2 separate regions of the Mus musculus genome follow, and region 2 is linked to region 1. A link is a contact called in public HiChIP or PLAC-seq data. All regions are on one chromosome and are shown on one strand. Each heading gives the region's core, a stretch centred on a gene start, on an enhancer-like site or on the middle of the called end of the contact. The rest is flanking DNA. Distances are from core to core; before and after follow the strand shown. Region 1 overlaps Opcml (opioid binding protein/cell adhesion molecule-like). Region 2 holds the start of Snx19 (sorting nexin 19).

Region 1 (6,991 bases), core at 4,224-6,723:
GTCTTATTGTTCTCAGCTTCTCTTTGCTTCTCGGATTGGCATAGAGCATCTTCCTCCCCTTTCTCTACTTCTCCCCTCCAGCAGGAAAAGCACCACACTGTGCACCCACATGAGCATCCTCAAACCCACAAGTGCATGTGCATGTGTGTACACAACTCGCCACACCAACTGCTCCCTCTGTTGCTCTGACTTCCTTGACCTGGCCCCCTCATGTTAGCCTCTCTTGTCTGTATCTATGCCACAGCAGAGCTTGTTGCTCTATAAGAATATTACATGTATACAACATGGGATGTCTGGCTGTATATCTTCATCTGCCAGCCACATGATGCAACGTCTGTTGACAACAGTCATTTTTGCTTTTCCCTTGGCCTGGGACAATGCTTGACACCTAGCAGGCAGGGAGAAGTCCTTATTTATTCATTAAATGCACGAGTGAATGGAAGTATAATTGGATGCATCGGTCCTCAGATAGACTCAAAGTGAATGTGCTTCCTGGCTTTTAGTTACTTGACATTTACCTGCAACAAACAATTTGTCCATCTTCCTTCCATTATTTCTCTGTCTCTTTTATAATTCACATAGAACCAGTTACATATAATCCCTCACAATGGGGGCACACCATGGAATACACAAGAACGCATAAGAAAAAAGGCTTGGTGTGGGAGAAGGCCAAATCTGCTTGCCAGAATGCATATAGTCAAATCCCCCACCCACTGGTGCTGGGAACTGCTGTGCCAATCCTCCTGCAGGTGTATCACAATGAAGCCGGAAATCTATCTTCCTGGGTGTGCACAGCTGCCACCAAACACTCTGGAAAGCAGCAAGTGGTTCATGAAGAAGGCTGAAAGGGAAGTTGGTTCATTTTAGAACTGAGGAGCCCAGAGCTCCTGCAAGGTGTAGGCCCTGGGTCAGTTTGGCTTCCCTGGGGCATGTAATGAGGAGAATAGCTCCTTTAGGCTGGCATGGTGGGGTTTTATATGTGTTCTCTCACGATCAATTGCAAGAAAAAATTAGGCCAGTTTCAAGTCAAATAGGATTTTTTTCCAACAGTCTGCTCAGAGAAATGCACCTGGACACACAATCTCAGCTGGGCATTCTCTGTCTCTTGCGTCATCTCCTGCTAATAATGACTCCCATACAGAAGGAGAGGGGTAGTCATTTAAGGCGGGTGTGATCCATGTGGGGTTTGCTCACACTATCTTGGTCATGCAGGGGTTCAAATGTGTTTGTTTTGGACATATAGGCAGAGATGGATGAGAAAATGTGGACATACCGCCTCTGAGGGGAGAGTGAAATGATTTCTGGGAAATCTTTTTGCAGGGAACCATACTTGGCACATTCTTTTCCCTTCGTTGCTCATCTTCTGTGTTTTCCCCTTGATAATTTAATTACAGCAATGGGCCAGTGCCAGAACCAGAGGAACCAGCAGGAATGTCTTCAAAATTCAATGCATCCAGACAGAACGGTGGCTTGGCAAAGCTGAAGCTCTTTTAGTGCTAACCCAGATGAACCCAAGGGGCTGAAGAGGTCTCCTGTGGCCTTCAGAGACAAGCCAACTTTTACTGTTTGCTGACTTGAATAATTTAGCTGTGAGGCTAGCCTGGGGCAAACTACAGTGGGGATAGTAAGGTCAGCAAGGACACAACTAACCATGTTATGTCAAGCTCCCCTAAGCAGTGTATGCGAACATTTGGAACATATACCTCTCAAATATGACCTTCAGAAGAATGGCCTGGTGGGGACAGCAGTGGATTTCCACAACCTGGGAGCACTAGAGTGCACATGCACAAACTATGTGATTCTGGTCCCTTCTGTGTCTCTCTGTCACCTCTATAAAGACCTGGTCAGTGTTAGACCTCAATCAAACTCAATGCAATTGTTAAGAAAAACGAGAGCAGGCCAGTCATTTATGATGAGCCCATGACTCCTGCTCAAGGGCTGGGCATTTATTTCTCTTCTCCACACATGAGGAGTTTCCCAATGAATTCTGGGAAAGGTAGTCATCATGGAGATGATCCACTAATGCCATGAGGTAGCGCTTGGTATGGTACCAAGTGTTGAAGACAGGTACAGGCTTATAGCCTGAAGTACAGGTCTACCTTCCCTGCATGGGAGCCAAGCTGCCTCTCAGTTTTCCTCTGTCTCCTTTGATTGTGGATCCTACTGCTGGTGATTAATCAGTGTCTGGCAAGGGAGAGAACCGCTCCCACTGTTGCTCTGCATTCGACGACAGTGCTGCGAAGGTCATTCGCCAACAGTCTGGCTATTGATCAAAGGACTGAGGTGTTAGGATTTGGAAGCAAGTCACAGCCTTCATTGGAAGAGTTGAGTCTTCAGAGGTTTGAAGGGAACCGCTGCCTTTGGGGGCTGAAAGGGCCCTTAGGGATCCTCCTTCTCAAACTCAATCAGCCTCTAATGGGTACAACCTCACTGGAAATGCCAGGATTTGAAGAGTGTTTAGTCTTTTTAATATTGCCTTCTATCATTTCCATTTTTAATTCATAAAGCTATATTCCCAGGCGGCACCCACCTACTGTGAAAACAGATCACGTAGATTAAGCAAACAGAAGGATGCAGCATTCTTCCTTTTAATAACATAGGGCGTCAGACATCATCCCCAGGTTGGTGCAGAGGACATAAATGAGTTGGTTGCTATTGGAGCCCGGGCTGGGTATACAAAATTGCCAGGACCAAAGAAGTTTAAAGGTAACTGACAGGTATAGAAAGAGTCCATGCAGTGTGGGGCTGCTGCGGTCCTAGAGGTAGTGACAAATACAGAGACAAGCTATGTGCCCATATTGGGAAGAAGCCCCAACCTAAAGTGTCACTTCTCTTTGAAAAATAGAACCAATCAATATTAATAGCATGGTGCCATCACTGAAGAGTTATTGACATATTCAGCACTTACTGTGTGCCAAAAATGTATGCTGAGTTTTCTATGAGCATTGCCTAATTTTATCCTTAGAGCAGCGCTAAGAAGTGGGTTTTACCATCACACAGGTCAAAAAAAAAAAAAATGACAAATGCACCTGAAGAGCGATGTAAATTGAGATGGTGTGAATACCTTTCCCAAGGTCAGAGTTAAAATTGTTGTTTGGGGGCTCAGTATGAACCTGCGACTTGGACTCAATGCTGCCTGCATAGTTAATCCTGTCATCAGGCTTCTCCTGGGGAAACGTGGTTATTTCTCAGTCTTTTATAATCTGAGCCCTCATAAAGCTCTCTGATTCCTTCCCTGCTGATCAGTCCCAAGTAAGAAGGTATCTGCCTGGTTTTACACTCAGTTCTTTGTATTGTGAAACCCACAGGTGTGGTTTTTATTATACAGCATAAACCACTTCCCAGGGTGTTTGATATGCCTCCCCTTACTTCACCCTCTCTTCTGTCCTGGTGGTGTTTATTCATGTATTAATGTGAGAGCAGTTTCTGAGTTCCTGCAGAGAGGCAGTCCAGTTAAGTGTTTTTCTGCATGACTCCTGCCCCTGGGCAAGCCATAGTACCTTCCCAGTAGTTCCAGCTGCCTCTACCTATGATGTAGGTGCCTTCCCTCCTAGAAGCACCACAGATCTATCTCATCAAGACACCTTCCTCTGGGAGGCATTTGTGGACATTCGTGGCCCCTATTCCCCAGGAACAGAAACAGAAGTTGAAATAAAGCCTTCCTAGAGATAATGTATACCATTGACCTGGAAGGCCTCAGAGAGACACAGAGAAGACTCCATTTTAAGGGTTAGGGTGGGGCTAAATGAGGATGAGGATAATTTGAGGTAGAGTCAGCATGGGCCAGGCAGGAGTGGACTGTGAGGAGGAGGTGGTAGGAGGCTTCCTCTGAGATGAGGCTATTTTTGTCGAAGGAGGTCAGATAGCATCAGACAGTGAAAGGCAAGTGCGTCTGTCTGTCACTCAGCATGGAAGTGCTGACTTGATCCCGGTAATGCCGGTAACGCCGGACATTTTCCATCTGGCTGCTTGAGGATGGAAGAATGTGGAGGGTCTCCCCTCCTAAACCCTCAGCTGACTGACAAGCTTTCCTTCAGGGCTGTGACATCTGCCTGCTGATTGACAAGCCAGTCATCCAAGATTGTCAGGAAGGTCAATGTGTCTGTGTCTCTGGACTTGTTCCTCTATATGGGAAGATTCCTGTTACGCACAGCCCAAAGCTTCTGGATATTTCTGTGCTCCAAAAGCAAGGAGCACCCATTTCCAGATTCCCAGCCTTGGAGCATTTTCTTTCTTATAGAGTAGTCTCACATCAAAGATTCCCAGTGAGAACTCAGGGGCTTAACTCGATGCACATCCTGTTTCCTCATACACATTAGGGACTCAGAGTGAATGTCAGTTTATGAATCAGCAGAGTTCACCGTAAAAACACAGCTCTTCCTTCAAAGAAGATAGCAGATAGTTTATTCTGGAGGCAAATATGAGTAACCATTGATCAACCTCAAACTCCATGTTCCAAATGGAAGGAAGTTTCATGAAGTTTTCTTTATCATAAAGGAAAAGTGAGAAGTCAAAATGAAGACACTTTTAAAAGACATCAGCAGAGACATCAGAAAAGGTGGCTTCCAGCAGAGGGGAAATCTCAGCTGTGGTCCACAGATGCTATCTGGTGACATTCTAGCTTTGGGGCTGATAGAAGATGGCTGCTGCTACGTTAATACATTCCAAAAAGATTTTTATCTGTTAGTCATAGAACGTTAGGTCTGATTCAAAGATTGGCAAAGAATGGATGCTTAGGGGTCTAAAATTAGTCCAAGACACATTGTAATTAGGTCCTGAACCTACAATGGCCCAACCTCCCTACCTCATTGCATTTGTAATCAAATAGCCAGCCTTGGAAGACACAGCTCCTATCTATGAATTCCTATCCAAGGTGTCAAGAGATCAGCAACAATGACAATATACAACAGCAACAACCTTATAGTAAGAGTTATTTAAAATATGTGAATCATTTATTTCTAGAATTTTTTTCACGGAATTCTTTTGGGGTTATGGTCGGCTGTGTATAACTGTAAAAGAAATCCTAGCCATGAGTAAAGGGGGAGCATTACTGAACTCCTGAAGACAAAGTTCACTTGGTCCCCAAGGTCTGTGAGAGGAGGTTGGAGAGCTGTCTACGTCCCGAGGAGAAATGGGCCAGGGCAAATCTAATGTAACCTGACTTAGTATGCCCTGTCCTGGACTTGGTGAGGCTACACAGGCTCAGAGTCCAGAGACAAGTGAGTGTGAGCCCATGAGCTGAGATGGGTGTGCTATATTGCCACCACTGTCTTCTTTCTCCACCAGCTCTGGCCAGGTTTATCTTGTAGTGCCTGGCAGAAAAGCCCCTTCTCTCTTCCCTGTCTACACAGCCTCCTGCTCTTGAAATGCTGAAGGGAAAGCTGAAATGGGAAGCCTGCAGTAGTGTCATGGAAACCAGCCCAGCCAGCATGAGAAGGGAGGTGGGGCCAAAAGAAGAGAGAGTCAGGTGTAGGCCCTGCTGACTCCAAACTGCCCCAGATAAGCAGCAGCAGGAAATGGCAAGCAAAGGGCTGTGTAGCTCTCTGCCTGGCCCTTTTGCCAAGATCACAATGGCATGGGGGAGGAGCTGTTTCAACCAAAATCAGCAGCAGGGCTTTTCTGGCAACTTCCAGAAGAGTGAGTCAGAAGAATAAGAAGTAATTCAACCTTGAGGGTTCCAACCAGCTTTCAGCTAGAATCGTGGCCTTCATTTCCTTGTCAGAGCAAGGACTTCTGGATCTGGATTCAGCCCTGCCACACCTCAGCTGTGTGACCTTGGGAATGGCACATACCTCTCAGAGTTCCAGCTTTCTTCATCCTTAGTGAAGGGAAATGATAGCAGATCTCACAGAGGAACCTGTAAGAAATTAAGTTAGATGTTGCCTAATATCTCTGGCCTAGTGTCTGATGATGTATAAGAACCTAATCTTAGTTGCTACTACTTCAAATATTTTAAAAACCATAAATCTTTTTATATAGGGCAAAGCTATAAACAGCTCCACATACAGGGGGGAGGGGGCCTAAAGTATAGGAAATTGGGTTTAACTTAAGATGTCATGCAACAAGGCCACACACAGGTAGTGTGTGTGTGTGTGTGTGAGAGAGAGAGAGAGAGAGAGAGAGAGAGAGAGAGAGAGAGAGAGACAGAGAGAGAGACAGAGACAGAGACAGAGACAGAGACACAGAGAGAGAGACAGAGATAGAGAGACAGACAGACAGAGACAGACAGACAGGTGTATTCATAAAGGCCAGGGTGAGGCTCTGTTTTCCGACTCCACCAGCAGTGTCTCCTAATGTGCCTCACAGTTCCCCAGCAGAGAAAGGGGAGCTGTAGGGTTTGGCCACCAGCTCATTATGTACGCTATCCTAATGTCAATTTTGTTGAAATGTACACTTTGCTGTGGGAGAAGGTTCTTGTCATTTTCCCAGGTGTGCTTAGATGGGCCTGCTGCTGGGTCCGAGGCTTGTAGTGGAGGGCTCAGCTGTAGGTAGTTAGAAAGGACAGCATTGCTTCCTGACAACAGCTCACTTAGCCTCATCCATGGAGATCACAGGCTATCTTCACTCACACAAACCAACGTTTCAGTCTTGATGCCCCATGCCCTGACTACAGTTGTAATCTCTACTGCCTGGAGGATGAGATTTCTCTCTGATGGCAAATGGTAATTACAAGGTGACTGTGACCTTGGAAACTGAAGAGGATGATAAACCTGAGAGATCTGTCGTCCCTTCCTTTTCTTCAGCAGGATCAGAATTTCCCACCTCACAGTCATTTACATGCAAGCTTGTCATTTGCAGTAAGTATACATTTCATTTGCTGCCTGGAAAGGTGACAAGAATGAGTTCATATATGGGACCTTGCACTTTCCCTTGCCGGACTGGTGCCAGGTAAATTAGAGGTCAGCTAGGTTAGGAAAAGAATCTTAACTCTTGCAGGAATGCATGCCTTCTTTCAGATCTTCTGCACTATCTAGTGGTAAGACTAGTCTTT
Region 2 (7,076 bases), core at 127-2,626, 2.1 Mb after region 1:
GGTTGGGGGTTGTTTTGTTTTAGTTTTTGCTTTTTGTTGCTTTGTTTTGTTGTTGTTGTTGTTGGGTTGTTTTGTTTTATTTGGTGAATTTGCCTAAATCCTTCAAGGCTACAGCAGAGGACAGACTGGTAAAGAGCGATGGCATTCATCTGTGTCCAAATGGAAAGGAGAGCCACACTGCAGAGTCCAGAAGGACCAAGGTGGAGGCTTCACACAAAGAAGACATCAATGCTTCTACACATAGCCAGTGCCACTTTCAGATACTGACTTTCTTTGTAGGTCACTCTTTTTGAGTTGACAACTGGCAGATGTGTTCAAAGCAGAACACAGACAGGGGCAAATGTGTTAGAGGGTAAACTAAAAACAAGACGTCTCTTCCTCTGCCTTGCATGCCTATGCACATGGGAAGAAAAGGAAGCCGACAGGCAGAAAAGTCTTCAAGATTCAGCACGAAGGCTATCTTCTTAATGGGTTCCCTTTAACCATTGCGATTCACTAAAATCATTCCAGAACGTACTTAAGATTTTGCAATTCACTATATCTTATAGGGACTCGCTTTACTGAAAGCTGATTTACGTCAAATAAACTCATTCCCCCAATTAGCTTCAAGGGCTACAAGGACCCACTCTTCAAGCCAGTGACTAAACATAGGAAATACTCTCTAGAAACCTGCCCCACATCTTAATACTTACCTTTGACTACTCCGGAAAACAAAAGAGGTGGACTGTGAATTGAGTAGAGTTGGGAGGGGGGTCGGGGGGGGGGGTGGAGTGGGGGTAGAGGTGGGGCGTTCTGGAAGAAGCAAGGAGAATTTTTAAAATCCCTCATCAATCTAGCTCCCAACAGTACGTCTCCAAGGGAATTAAAACAAAGCTCATTACGGAAAGTTTCCCTAAACCTCTAGAGATATTTACAAACAGCACTTTAAAGAGCCTGGGCGAGTATCCGTTTTGGCCCAGGTGAGCACGGGCTCTGGGTTCTCAGCTTAGCAGAGCGGTGTGTACGCCCACCGTCACCACCGCTCCTCACCACCAGGGGGCGTCCGTGGCTCCGATCCACCAGGCCGCTCTCCCAGCGTACCCCGCTCCCGCAGGCCGCGACCCGGAAGCTGTCGCCGGCTGCTAGCCGGCCCGCTGCTCTGTCCACTTTGGAGTTGCGGAGTGTAGTGGCCTGGGCGGCCGGAGCTTGTTGTGGCTGCTGGCCGCGGCGGTCGGAAGGATCCCCACCCCCCCAAGAGTTCGTTCCCAGGGGCGCAGTCTGAGCACGGGTCCCCCAGCGACGTGTGACCCGATCTGCCGGCTGCTGCTTCGGAGTTCGTAAGTGTCCGTGGGCCGCGCGGGGCTGCGAAGAGACTCTCCGCCTGGGCCATGATGGAGGCCGGCAAAGTTTTCCTCATCTCGGCTGGAACAGGCTAGTTGATGGGCCCTGTCGACAGAAGCGAGCGGGAGAAGCAGAGCTTTTTCTGTCGCTCTGCAGTGCCAGTAGTATCGAAGGTCCAGAGTTCACTCAGTAGCAGCTGGACTTGTTCTCTTCGGTGACAGTTCATGCTCCCACTCCTGACACCAAAATAAAATCGGAGGCTGTCATCTGTGGAAACATACCTGTCCTTTCAACCATGAAGGCACAAACAGTGTCCCCTACCCAGGGGACTATCTCCGAGTCCAGTTATGTCCACAGCAATCTATGGAGTAGCCGGAAGCTAATGATCGTGGGGGTCTTGGTGGGCTGGCTACTGGTCATCCACCTTCTGGTCAACATGTGGCTTCTGATCCTTCTATGTGCATCGCTGGTAGCGCTGGGAGGATGGCTGGGCTCCACTGCCATCCTAGGGGCTTCAGGTCAATTGCACCTGGAACGATTCATTACCATCACCACCTGTCCTCCATGTCCCGAGGCAGAAAGGCAGCTGGAACAGGAGATTAACCGCACTATCCAGATGATTATCCGAGACTTCGTGTTATCCTGGTATCGTTCTGTGAGCCATGAGCCGGCCTTCGAGGCAGAGATGGAGGCAGCCATGAAAGGGTTGGTTCAGGAGCTTCGAAGGCGGATGAGCATAGTGGACAGCCATGCTCTTACCCAGAGGGTTCTGACTCTCTGTGGTTGTCACCTGCAGAGCTATATTCAGGCAAAGGAGGCTACTGCAAAGGAGCAGAGCTGTCCAGTTCAGCCCTCCCAGCTGTGGGATGCTTACTGCCAGGTTACAGCTCCCCATCCTGCCATGAGCTGTCCCACCACGGAGGTCACTTATGCACGTGGCATTGTGAACTTGATACTAAAAGAGTTAGTGCCCAAGCCCCACCTGGAGACGAGGACTGGACGCCACGTTGTGGTTGAAGTTATTACTTGCAATGTCATCTTACCACTGATCAGCAAGCTATCAGATCCTGACTGGATCCACCTTATTCTTGTGAGTATCTTTTCCAAGTACAGACATGATGCAGCACAGGGAACTAAACCCCCCTGCTCATCCAGTGTCCTAGAGCAGCCCTCGGTGCCCACATCTCTGCCATTGATTGTTGAAGTAGAGAGTCTGCCAGTAGGAAAAGCATCTTCTCCAGCAACAGCCCCAGTACACTTGACCTCCAGTGAGCCAGCCCCTTCCCCAGAGATTGAAGAAGGCCATGAAGCTGTAGAGGGAGATTTGCCTGGGATGCTCGAAGAAAAAAAAGTAGGAAATAGCTCATCCCATTTTCTACAGCCAGATATCCGAGGCCCCTTGTTCTTATGTGAAGACTCAGAACTGGAGTCACCACTGTCTGAACTGAGCAAAGAAACCATCCTGCTAATGACCCCAGGCAACTTCCTTTCTGACAGGATTCAAGATGCTCTGTGTGCCCTAGACGACTCCGGGGCTCTGGAGCCTAAGGATGGCGAGGGATCTGAATGTATGGAAGGAGCAGAGGCCGAGGAGGCCCCAGGGACAGACACAGAGACAGGCATGCTGGTCTCCGTGCTTAATTGCCCAGAGATCCAGATTGACACAGCAGACAAGGAGGTGGAGCAAGGAGATGACACCTCTCTTACAGCTTTGCTGGAGGAACCAGAAAAACCCTGCCCCCTACGGCCCTCATGTTTAGACAAAGATCTCGCCAGTGGTGTGTGCTCCCTTGAACCTGCTATGCCCCCAGTGCCTCTTTCCTCCTCTCCACCTGGTCCTCTCAGCTCAGCCACCTTCAGCTTCGAGTCCCTGAGCAGTCCAGACGGCCCGGTTGTCATCCAGAACCTTCGAATCACTGGCACCATCACTGCCCGAGAGCACAGTGGGACTGGATTCCACCCATACACACTGTACACTGTGAAGGTAACAGGATGATGGCTGTGCTTTCTCACTTTGGGGATGGGGTTTAGAAAGCAGAGTCTGTAAACAGATTGTTGCAAGGGCAGATAAGAGCATCCCGTGTTGATTAAATAAATTAAATAAAGTGGTGTATAGCTCGTTTGGAAGCCAGGATCAGCTCTTATGGTAGACCCACACAAACAGCACCAGAAACTCAGTGTCAGAAGACTGGGTGCGGGGGTGGGGGGTGGGGTGGGGGTGGAGGTTGGGGGAGGGGGTTCAACGTTTTCATTGGTTCTCAAACCTGCTTCGACCTCAGAATCACTCTGACTGCTTTGTAAATACACGGACTCTGACAGACGTATTCTGGATAAGAATTTCTAAGAATGCATCCCAAAATTCTACATTTTTAAAAAAAAAACCGACTTACTTATTTTTATTTTACGTGTATATTTTGCCTGCGTGTATGTAAGTGCATTGTGTGCCTGATGCTTGTAGAAGCCAGAAGAGGGTTCTAGAGGGTTTGAATCTGCAGTTGCAAACAGTTGTTAGCTGCCATGTGGGTGCTCGGAACCAAACCCTGGTTCTCTGTAAGAGCATCAAGTGCTTTTAACTGCCGAGCCATTTCTCCCCATTTCTCCGTCCCCCCCACATTTGTTTCTTAAATGAAACTTTCCAGTTAACTCATCGCTCCACTGCCTGGCCTGAGGCAAGACCTGCTACTTTAACCAGTTTTCTCCATATCATCTCTGCATAGTTGTTCCCAAGTCTATGCATAGACGCCTCAAGGAATGAGGAACTTGCCACCTTCTGACTTAAATATAAGTATTCTACCTTCCTAAATTAAAAAAATATATATATCTATGATATTATCATTTTTAAAGGAAGAAATTAGGAAGAAGTTCAGAAAGAGAGTTCCTTGGCAGGAGCCGCTCTGTTGAACTGTGCCTGCCTTCTGGAATTTCTGTGCTTCTCAGTCCAGCGCTAGGCTGGCCATGCTGCTGCTCCCCTGGTGAAATCCAAGAGAACCAAGGGGAAGTGTCCTGTGCAACTTCAAGGGGATCTGGCCTGTCAAAAGCCACATGACATCTGAAATGAAGGCAGTCTTAGAACTTGAAATCTCTCCTGAATCCTACTTGTCTCTTCTGCTCAGTACTTGTCTGAGAGACTTCTTTGCTCGCCTCAGCTCATAGGACTGCGTCTTCCTCTCCAGCTCTAGAAATGTTCAAACACCAGCCCCTTTAAAAGTCGCTAGAGTCACTAATGTAATTAGAAGCACCTGTGCACTCATAGGCACACCTACACTCACTCACATGGTCTTTATAAACCAGGCATTTTTCAAAAGCGCAGACGAAGATCTTTGGGGTCACAAGTGACAAGTGACTGTCAAACTGTGTAACTTGAGCAGTTTGCCTGCTTGTTGTTTGGACTCTAGGTGTCCCTCTGCTGTGCCCTGTGCTCACATGCAAGTGCCAGGTTCTGGCTATTTCATCTTCTACTTGTGACAGATTTGTGAACTGATAACAGTTTTTCTTTCTTATAAGCAGAAAAATCAAGTTGTTGCTCAAGGGCAGGGCAGACTATTCTACAGAAAGCTTCGCAGCTCCCACGTGCTCCGAGCTGGAAAGCTCGGTCCTGAATGCTGCCTGTCTCCTTCCTTCTTGGTACTTATGGGAGAGATATCTTTGCTCACCTTAGTACTTAGTGAATATTCCTCCTCTCTAGTTCTAGAAATGTTCAAACATTAGCTCAAGTTCTTTCAACAAGGAGATTTTTTAAAAATCACTGGTTGCTTTATACTAGTTTAGCCAAAGAATAACCAATTTCTGATAAGAGCAAGCACATGCAGAGTTGGTCGCAGCATCTATGTATCTTACACTTCTTTGTCAGAAGGTCTTGCCCTGTGTGGCCAGAGCTTCCGTTCTCTTCAAGCTGCTTACTTTCCTAGGAGTGCAGTGTGGGCCATCTCTCCCTCACTGGCCCTTTATGCATATGAGGCAGCAGACTGACCTCACAGAGCATGTCCAATCATCATGCGATGTCTAGCGATATAGCTAATATATGCTTAATACAAAGAATTTCAATTCAATTTCCAGAATAACAATTAAAAAGATTAATTTTCCCAAAGCAACAACAACAAAAAAGAAAGAGAAGGTGGGCGGGGGGGGGGGGGAGGAGGAAAGGAAAAAGAAAACTATTCCAGGCAAAGTCATGAATTATGCTTATCTGCTGTTTGGGACTTTTCTTCCCAAAACTAGTATAGATTGTTAGTGGCTAGTTGTCATGGCAAAGTGATTTTCTCCTGATGAGGTCTCTCCTGTGATTTAGCAGTGGTCGCTGTTGTAGGTATGACTTCTGCTCTATAATGTCTTTAGGATTTAAAAATGTTATGGAGCTACTTTGGGGGTGGGAACTTCTGGTAGAAGCAATCATAAGAAACAGTGGCAAAAATGAAAATCTAAAACCTGTTGTGTTGATTTCCTGAAAACACAGTTTATCTCTTTGAGGTTCCAGAGTGGGATACTGGCTAGTAGATTTCAATATTGTGGTATAAATTGTTCTTTCATATGTATTTATATTTTTCAGATGAACAAACTTTAAATTTTGTGAAGAAGGTTTTACCTAGATATCATTTTTAGTACAATTTAGTCTAATCAATGATCAATGATCAAGTGTATATTATGGGGAAAATGTGAATACTGTACAATGAAATAAAAGTCAAAAGACTTTAAAAAAAAAAAAAAAAAAAAAAAAAAAAAAAAAAAAAGAAACAGTGGCAAGTCTTTCTGACTGAGCAAGGGGTAGCAGGAGGCGCAGCTCATTCAGCCGTGGAGTTTGGATTGTCAGTTACAACTAAGGACGACCGACCACAGTGGCATCTGCAGCATAAATGAAGTTTCCCCTTTTCCACACGCTACTGTCACCATTGAACAACTCATTAACCCCAGAATAGATTCCCTAAACCTCACTGGTTCTATCAATAACTCTGTTCCTTTCCACAGTACGAGACTGTCCTTAATGGCGAGAACAGCAGCGGCCTACAGCAGCTGGCCTATCACACCGTGAACCGCCGCTACCGGGAGTTCTTGAATCTGCAGACCCGCCTGGAGGAGAAACCAGATCTACGAAAGTTTATCAAAAGTCAGACGTTCCCTAAGCTCCCAATGACAGCTTGCATATAACCTCTAGCTGCTCTAATTTGCGTGCTTGGTGGCCTGTGGGTTTGTGGGGAGGAGAAGCAGCGCTGACAGTGTCTCATCCCCAAGTTTTCTTGAGAAGTCTCGGGTCTAGAGTTGGACAGCTGTGATGATTCCCTTCTGAGGTTGTCCTTGGTGACAGGTGTTGCTCCAGTGTCCCCACATAATTTACACTTAAAAAGAAGTAGACACATCTTCCTGTGCCCATAGAATAACTCAAGGAGCTAAATTAGTGTTTCCAGGTCTGGATTATCCATCTTAAATAACCGAGAAGTCCTTATCTTCAAAACCAAGCCTTTTGGGTGCTGTTTGACACATCCAGCACACAGTGAAAAGTTTAAAATGCAATCAAATTTAAACACAAGGAATCTGGGTGCTGGCCATGTTGTTATAGTTGCTTTTAGATGCTAATGATAATGTAAATGAATGGTAAGCTGAATGTAAATTATGCTTTCTTACTTAATTACATAGCTAATATTGGGACAAGCTTCAAAACTGCCTGGTTCCCTTCTCCACACTTTCCATGCATTAGCTCGTGTAATCCTCTAACAGCCTGGGGTAGATATTGTCATTCCCTATAGAAAAGCAGTTGTTACAGA

Evidence for each region. HiChIP or PLAC-seq counts read pairs in DNA pulled down with a chosen protein or histone mark.
Region 2: an H3K4me3 HiChIP or PLAC-seq map of forebrain shows a contact between it and region 1, with 12 times the contacts expected there. The contact joins the promoter of Snx19 here to the enhancer-like site in region 1. A contact is called at or near these places in 3 of 39 promoter capture datasets (the 3T3-L1 cell line, frontonasal cranial neural crest and hippocampal neurons), 1 of 484 Hi-C or Micro-C datasets (ganglionic eminence) and 1 of 115 datasets of contacts at active chromatin or transcription factors (forebrain).

What each region holds. Positions count from the first base shown.
Region 1 is chr9:28,284,383-28,291,373 of GRCm38.p6, forward strand. All of the region lies in intron 1 of Opcml (opioid binding protein/cell adhesion molecule-like), which reads left to right. Among named protein-coding and RNA genes, the nearest start is that of Gm39313, 110 kb to the right of the region's middle. Within about 2 kb of position 5,474, at least 31 of the 459 cell types and tissues checked have an H3K27ac peak or open chromatin away from gene starts, as enhancers often do. A contact at or near this core is called in forebrain, where this site is marked.
Region 2 is chr9:30,425,953-30,433,028 of GRCm38.p6, forward strand. Snx19 (sorting nexin 19) reads left to right here and starts at 1,377. Exons shown (of 11, transcript NM_028874.2): 1 at 1,377-3,304; 2 at 6,283-6,421. The coding sequence starts at 1,616. It overlaps Gm30933 (predicted gene, 30933), which reads right to left and starts at 1,026. Exons shown (of 3, transcript NR_169179.1): 1 at 915-1,026.